Linked DNA regions of Ovis aries: region 1 is linked to region 2. The links are chromatin contacts, called in public Hi-C maps. All regions are on one chromosome and are shown on one strand. Each heading gives the region's core, a stretch centred on a gene start, on an enhancer-like site or on the middle of the called end of the contact. The rest is flanking DNA. Distances are from core to core; before and after follow the strand shown.

Evidence for each region. Hi-C and Micro-C count contacts between places; a contact is called where the count stands out from the background.
Region 1: a Hi-C map of liver shows a contact between it and region 2, with 5 times the contacts expected there. The contact joins two enhancer-like sites. A contact is called at or near these places in 9 of 16 Hi-C or Micro-C datasets (blood, liver, mesenteric adipose tissue and 4 more).

The regions. Positions count from the first base shown.
Region 1 is chr17:53,340,438-53,343,137 of ARS-UI_Ramb_v3.0, reverse strand. All of the region lies in intron 5 of BCL7A (BAF chromatin remodeling complex subunit BCL7A), which reads left to right. Among named protein-coding and RNA genes, the nearest start is that of TRNAG-CCC, 6.2 kb to the left of the region's middle. Within about 2 kb of position 1,422, at least 18 of the 54 cell types and tissues checked have an H3K27ac peak or open chromatin away from gene starts, as enhancers often do. A contact at or near this core is called in liver and muscle, where this site is marked.
Region 2 is chr17:53,275,425-53,278,124 of ARS-UI_Ramb_v3.0, reverse strand. The region is part of intron 1 of MLXIP (MLX interacting protein); the gene reads left to right. Among named protein-coding and RNA genes, the nearest start is that of MLXIP, 40 kb to the left of the region's middle. Within about 2 kb of position 1,429, at least 26 of the 54 cell types and tissues checked have an H3K27ac peak or open chromatin away from gene starts, as enhancers often do. A contact at or near this core is called in liver and muscle, where this site is marked.

The sequences.
Region 1 (2,700 bases), core at 173-2,672, 65 kb before region 2:
CCTATCGTCTCCCCACCACCGAGGCCAAAGGCAATTGTGTTTTACCCTGTGATCACTGCTTGTTTTTCTTGTTATTGATTTAAAAAGAAAGTTAATATGTTTCTTGAACCTTTTTTTCTACTAAGAGTAGAGAGTCTGGGGGGGAATGCGCATGTCTTTGAGGAAGAAGAGACTATTCCTTTAGATTTTCTGTGCAAAGGTTATCTGAGTCTGAATTAAATAGCCCACCTGACTCATTCTGGCACTGCCTGGAACATAAGGGGTCTTGACTTTGTGGTCAGATACAATAGGGAAATGGAGACTGGGGCCCTCTGGGAAGCCTCCCTGGAAGAGGTGCTGTCTGACTTGGGCTTAAAGGATGAGCAGAGATAGGAGGGAACCAAGCAATCCAGGCAGAAGGGACCACAGGGCAGTACCTGGGGAGGTCAGGGGAATGTGCCCATGTGCCAGGAGGATCTGAATTAGGAAGCAGATTAAGGTGCCCTAACAGACCACCACTGCTGGGTCTGTTGTGGGGCCTTCTAGAGGTAGTCTGTACCTAGAAGCATCTATGTGAGATGATTACCTCCCGTTTTAGAACACTCTCACTTAACAGTCACCATGGAGATAGTTCCACGTTAAGACATACGGGTCTTTCTTATTCTCTTTACCAGCTTATCATTCAGAGCTGTGACTGTACCATGATGTATTTAAATAGTCTCCGTGTTGATGGGTTATTTGAGTTGTTTCTCCTGCACCGATGGTGCTGAAAGGCATCTTGTACTCATGTCCCTTGGCACCTTTGCTCAGATGTGAATGAGTCTGGAGGATGTGGCCGTGGATGGGGCTATGGGGGCAAAGGGCAGTGGGCATTTACAGTGTAGTGGTCTCCCCCTTTTCCACCCGTGCCATGGGCGGAATGGCTTCCCCCGGAGCAGGGCCTTTCTGCCTGGGCTCTGTAGATTTGTGGGGCCGGGTGATTCTTTGCTGTGGGGGTGTCCTGTGCATGGTGGAGTACTGAGAAACATCCCAGTCACTAGATGCCAGTAGCATCCTCCCCCATTTTAGTGACACCAAAAATGTTTCCAGGTGGGGCAGATGTCCCCTAGGGGAATGGGGGAAAACACCACCACCCGTTGAGAACTCCATCCCAGCGACTTTGGTGCAGCCTTCTCCCGTGTACAGCACTCTCCTCCTCACGGGGCCGCTGCCCGGACCTGGGGAGAGGTGCTGGGACGGGGCCATGAATGCAGGACGGGCTGGTCACATCTGGGCCAACCCGTGCTGGCTGTGTGGCCTCAGGCCGGCAGCATGACCTCCTGTGCACCTTCCTGTTTCCTCAAGACAAATTAAAGTTGCCTGTCGCGTCAGGTCACTGGGAAAGGAGGCTTCAGGTCCCTGGGAAAGGAGGTGGAGCTTGCGGGGTGGGCGGGGCAGAGGGAGGGCGGAGCGATGAGGGGCAGGGCCGGTGTGGCCATATCCCGGCTTTCTGGGCCTGCCCTCGGTTTTCCTGTGTTTCGGGTGTGCGTCTCCTTTCCCAGCGCTCAGCTGCGGGAATTCTGTCGGGTCCACGCTTTCATGGCTGTTGTGTTAGGACCCTGTCACTCCTACCCGCTGCCTCAGGTCCATGGGAACCACATGGGCGTCCCTTCCCGGCCAGGCCAGTCCTCTGGGCCGGCACAGTTGCCCAGCTTTGCCCAGGGGACACACCTACACACTGTCAGGGGCCTTCCCCAGGTGGGGGTCCACTTCCTGCAGGACAGAGCAGGTTGGTCGCCAGCTGTTGACCTTGCTTTGAACTTGTTTACTGCTAAGTGAGTTCAGGGAATGACATAATGTCCAAAGTCCCTGGACTAAATTTAGGCCCTTGGAAAATAATTTCCCCTGGGTGAGTTCCAGTGCCTTGGGCTGAGAGAACCAGGGCGCAGCAGCGGGGCCTGCCTGGAATGCTCGGCCAGCTCCAAGGCCAGTTCCCGCTGTGCTCTTGGGCCAAGCAAGGGGTCAGCGTGACTCCGTGGACCCACACTGTGGGTGACTCGCCACCTTCATGATTTCTAAGCCTGCGTCTGGGCCCCCACCTCCCTCTCCTCTCTGCAAAGCCCACCACGTAGGGCAGAAAGGGCTCTGTCGCGACTTCCCTCCTGGTCCAGTGGCTAAAACTCTGTGCTCCCAGTGCAGGGGGCTGGGGTTTGATCCCTGCTCAGAGAACTAGATCCCACATGCCACAGCTAAGACCTACACCAGCCAAAAAAATAAGTGCTTCTTTTTTTAAAAAAAGAGGTCCGTAGTCAAGAGAGAAGGAGGATAATAGTAACTGCAAAGGTTTGTTAAAGCAAACTTATAATGTGAACTAGAATATAAGGTTAACATGGATTTTTCTTTTATTTAAATTGAGGTGAAATTCCCATAGCATGCAAGGCACCATTTTAAAGCGAGCAATTCAGTACCATTTAGCACATTCATCATGTTGTACAGTCACCACCTCTGTCTAGTTCCAAACAGTTCTCGTCACTCTAACAGGAAACCCTGTGCCCTTCAGCTGTCATTTCCCATTCCTCTATCCCTGGCCTCCACCAGTCTGTGTTTTCTGTCTCTGTGGATTTGTCTTTCCTGGTCCTTTCACAGAAATGGAGTCATGCACCCTGTGTCTTTTGTTGACTGACGTCTGTCACTCAGCATCATGGTGTCACGGTTCATGCACATAGTAGCCTGGGTCAGTGC
Region 2 (2,700 bases), core at 180-2,679:
TCCAGTTCTGTGAAAAATGTCATGGGTATTTTGATAGGTATTGCTTTAAGTCTGTAGATTACTTTGGGTAGTGTAGGCCTGGGAACATTTTGCCAGTGGGATTCCAGGAAGCGTGAGGAATGGTGAAAAAGTAATACCTTACAAGCAAATATGGTTGCATGACCAAACGAATGGACTCCACCACTGCCTGGGCCCCACAGCAGTAGACCTTGGAGCCTGTGCCTGCTTTCTTTTGCCGAGAATGCTCTGACCAGGAGTTCAGAGCTCATCTTCCCTAGAACCAGCAGAACCCTAAATCCCCGCCTCAGTTTCATCCTTCCCCGTTCTTAATGCCAGCTCCTGTCTGTGCAAGGCTTGCATTTTAATTTTCATTCCAAAGCAGTCTCTTGCCAGACTGCCAGAGAATTCAGTTTGCCATTCCCCTCAGCAGCAGTTTCGAGAGAGAGTTTGTTGTGCTGTAGACTTCTTGCCCTGTGTCATGAACCTGTCTTCTAAGAAGGACGGCCGTGGTAGGGGGTGTGTGAAGACTTTTCTTTATGGAGAAGTTTAGCTTTCATTTAGTCATTCCATATTTAATCACACCTCCCACATGCCAGGCACTGTGCTCGGATGAGTCAGACCCAGACCCTGGCCTTCCCGGAGTCAGATTGGGAGAGTAAGGGCTGAATCCAGGGTCCCTGTTCTAACCAGGAAGCCCTGGTGTTGGTGTGGGGGGTGATGTTTAAGAAGGCAGGGTTGGGAGGTAAGGCCAGAGGAGGTCTTTTGTTTATTGAGGGCGAAGCCAGTAGTCTCGGAAATATTTTTTTCTTTTTTACATTTTAAAATTTTAGTTGTTTGCGCCAGGCATTAGTCATGGCACGTGGGATCTTTGATCTTCATTGTGGGCATGTGGGATCTAGTTCCCTGACCAGGGATCGAACCTGGGCCCCCTGTATTGGGGGAACAAAGTCTTAGCCGCTGGACTACCAGAGAAGACCTCAGAAATTTTAATAATGTGTTTCTGGTTACACTTTAAAGAAGGAATATGGCAGAACCTTGAGTTAGGCGAAGAAGCATCCCAGCCAACCGTGTCTGGAAGCCAAGTTAAGCTGGGGTGGGGTTGGGGGGAGCAGAAGTCTGACCGTAGGTGCTTTCTGGGAATCCTGCTCTAGGGATCCCTGCCAAGGAGCTGCCTGTTAGAACTCCTTAGAGCAGCCTGTCTTGTACGTCCCGTAGGAAACTAGACTTGGGGTGCCTCCACAGAAAGGGTCCCTGTCCTTGTCTGTGGGTGTCTGCGTGGGGAATGTCTCCTGTCCTCATCAAAGGTTAACAGTGACACCACATCAAAGGCGGGAGCAGCCCTTCCGGTAAGGAGACATCTAGATGTGTGTCCCGCGTTTTTCTAGCACTTTGTGTGCAGTCAGGTTGCCGTGTGTGGGCGAGTGTCCCATCAGCCATCGCCTCTGCTGGCACCCTCTCCAGCTCTCAGGGCGGTTTAGGTTTTAGTTTTGGTTTCAGACTGGCTTGTTCGTGTCAGCTGAGCGCCGCCTGTCGGCTGTTGCGGTATTACAGAAGCCTGGGGTGATGGGGGATAGCCGTTGGACATAAGCAGTGAACATCCCCATGGTCGGAAGAGGCAGGCATCCTGCACTTTAGGGGGAAGAAGATGAGAACCCGAAAGTTACTTTATCAGAGCGGGTTTCTAGCCTCCAGGGTCTGGCCTCTCTCTGACTCTTCCCACCCATTTCATGGTAAGTAATTGAAGATGTTGGTGTCATCCAACCTCTCTAAGGCGCTCTTACGCTCTCATCATCCACTACATCTTACATAACAAAGCAGAAGTAAGGGTGGGTTTATATTTAAGCCCGCTGGTTAGTTTTGTGGGTTTTTAAAAAAATATTCTTTAGGGGTTACCTCTGCTGTGTGTCTTAAGAATGTGGCTGCGTGTGTGTACACTTAATCCTTCTTAAAACACTCTGGAGGCAATGGTGTTATTGTGATTTTACCCAGGAAACTGGCATGTCAGAGGAGTTACGTGGCTATAATAGTTCACTTCTAGTATGCAGTTGCAGCACAGAGACTCAGAAACACCAGGCTGCTGGCTGTGAATGTGGGTGACAGCTGAAGTCGAAGTGCCTTTGGACTGGGGGAGCAGGGGCAGAAAGGCATGTGACTGGCTTAAAGCCCCTGACCCTTTGAGCTGAGGCTGCTGCTGTCTGTCTGACCCTCCAGTTCTCAGAGGACTTGCTGTGATGTTTTCTCTGTGGGGGTCTCAGCCTTCTCTCCTACAGTCCACAGCCTGGCCCGGTGCTGGGTTGGAGGATGGGGTATGAGATTTGCCAAGAGCTTCTGATGAAGAAACCAGGTGCCCAGGTTTGGGGAGCGTTTATTACTTAGGCGCTCTCTTTGAAGACCCCAGCTGTTGTGACTGCTGGCACATCTCTGCTTGTCACATGGCCTCTCTGAGTGGCTTTGGAGAACAGGGCAGGGCTGTGGCCTGCAGTGATGAAGAACTCACAAAACCCCCTTTGGTATGGACCAGAAAGAAGGCCTTGCCCATCTCAGCCATCTGGAGAGGGGAAGCCCTATGCCAGCAGCTCAGAGGTGGCTTCTGGCACAGCCCGTGGAAAACTAAACCATCTGAGCAGTCTGTACCTCCAGGGAGCGTCCCTTGCCTGCCACCAGCTTTGTTGGCAAAGGCCATTTAACTCAGTCAGTGAA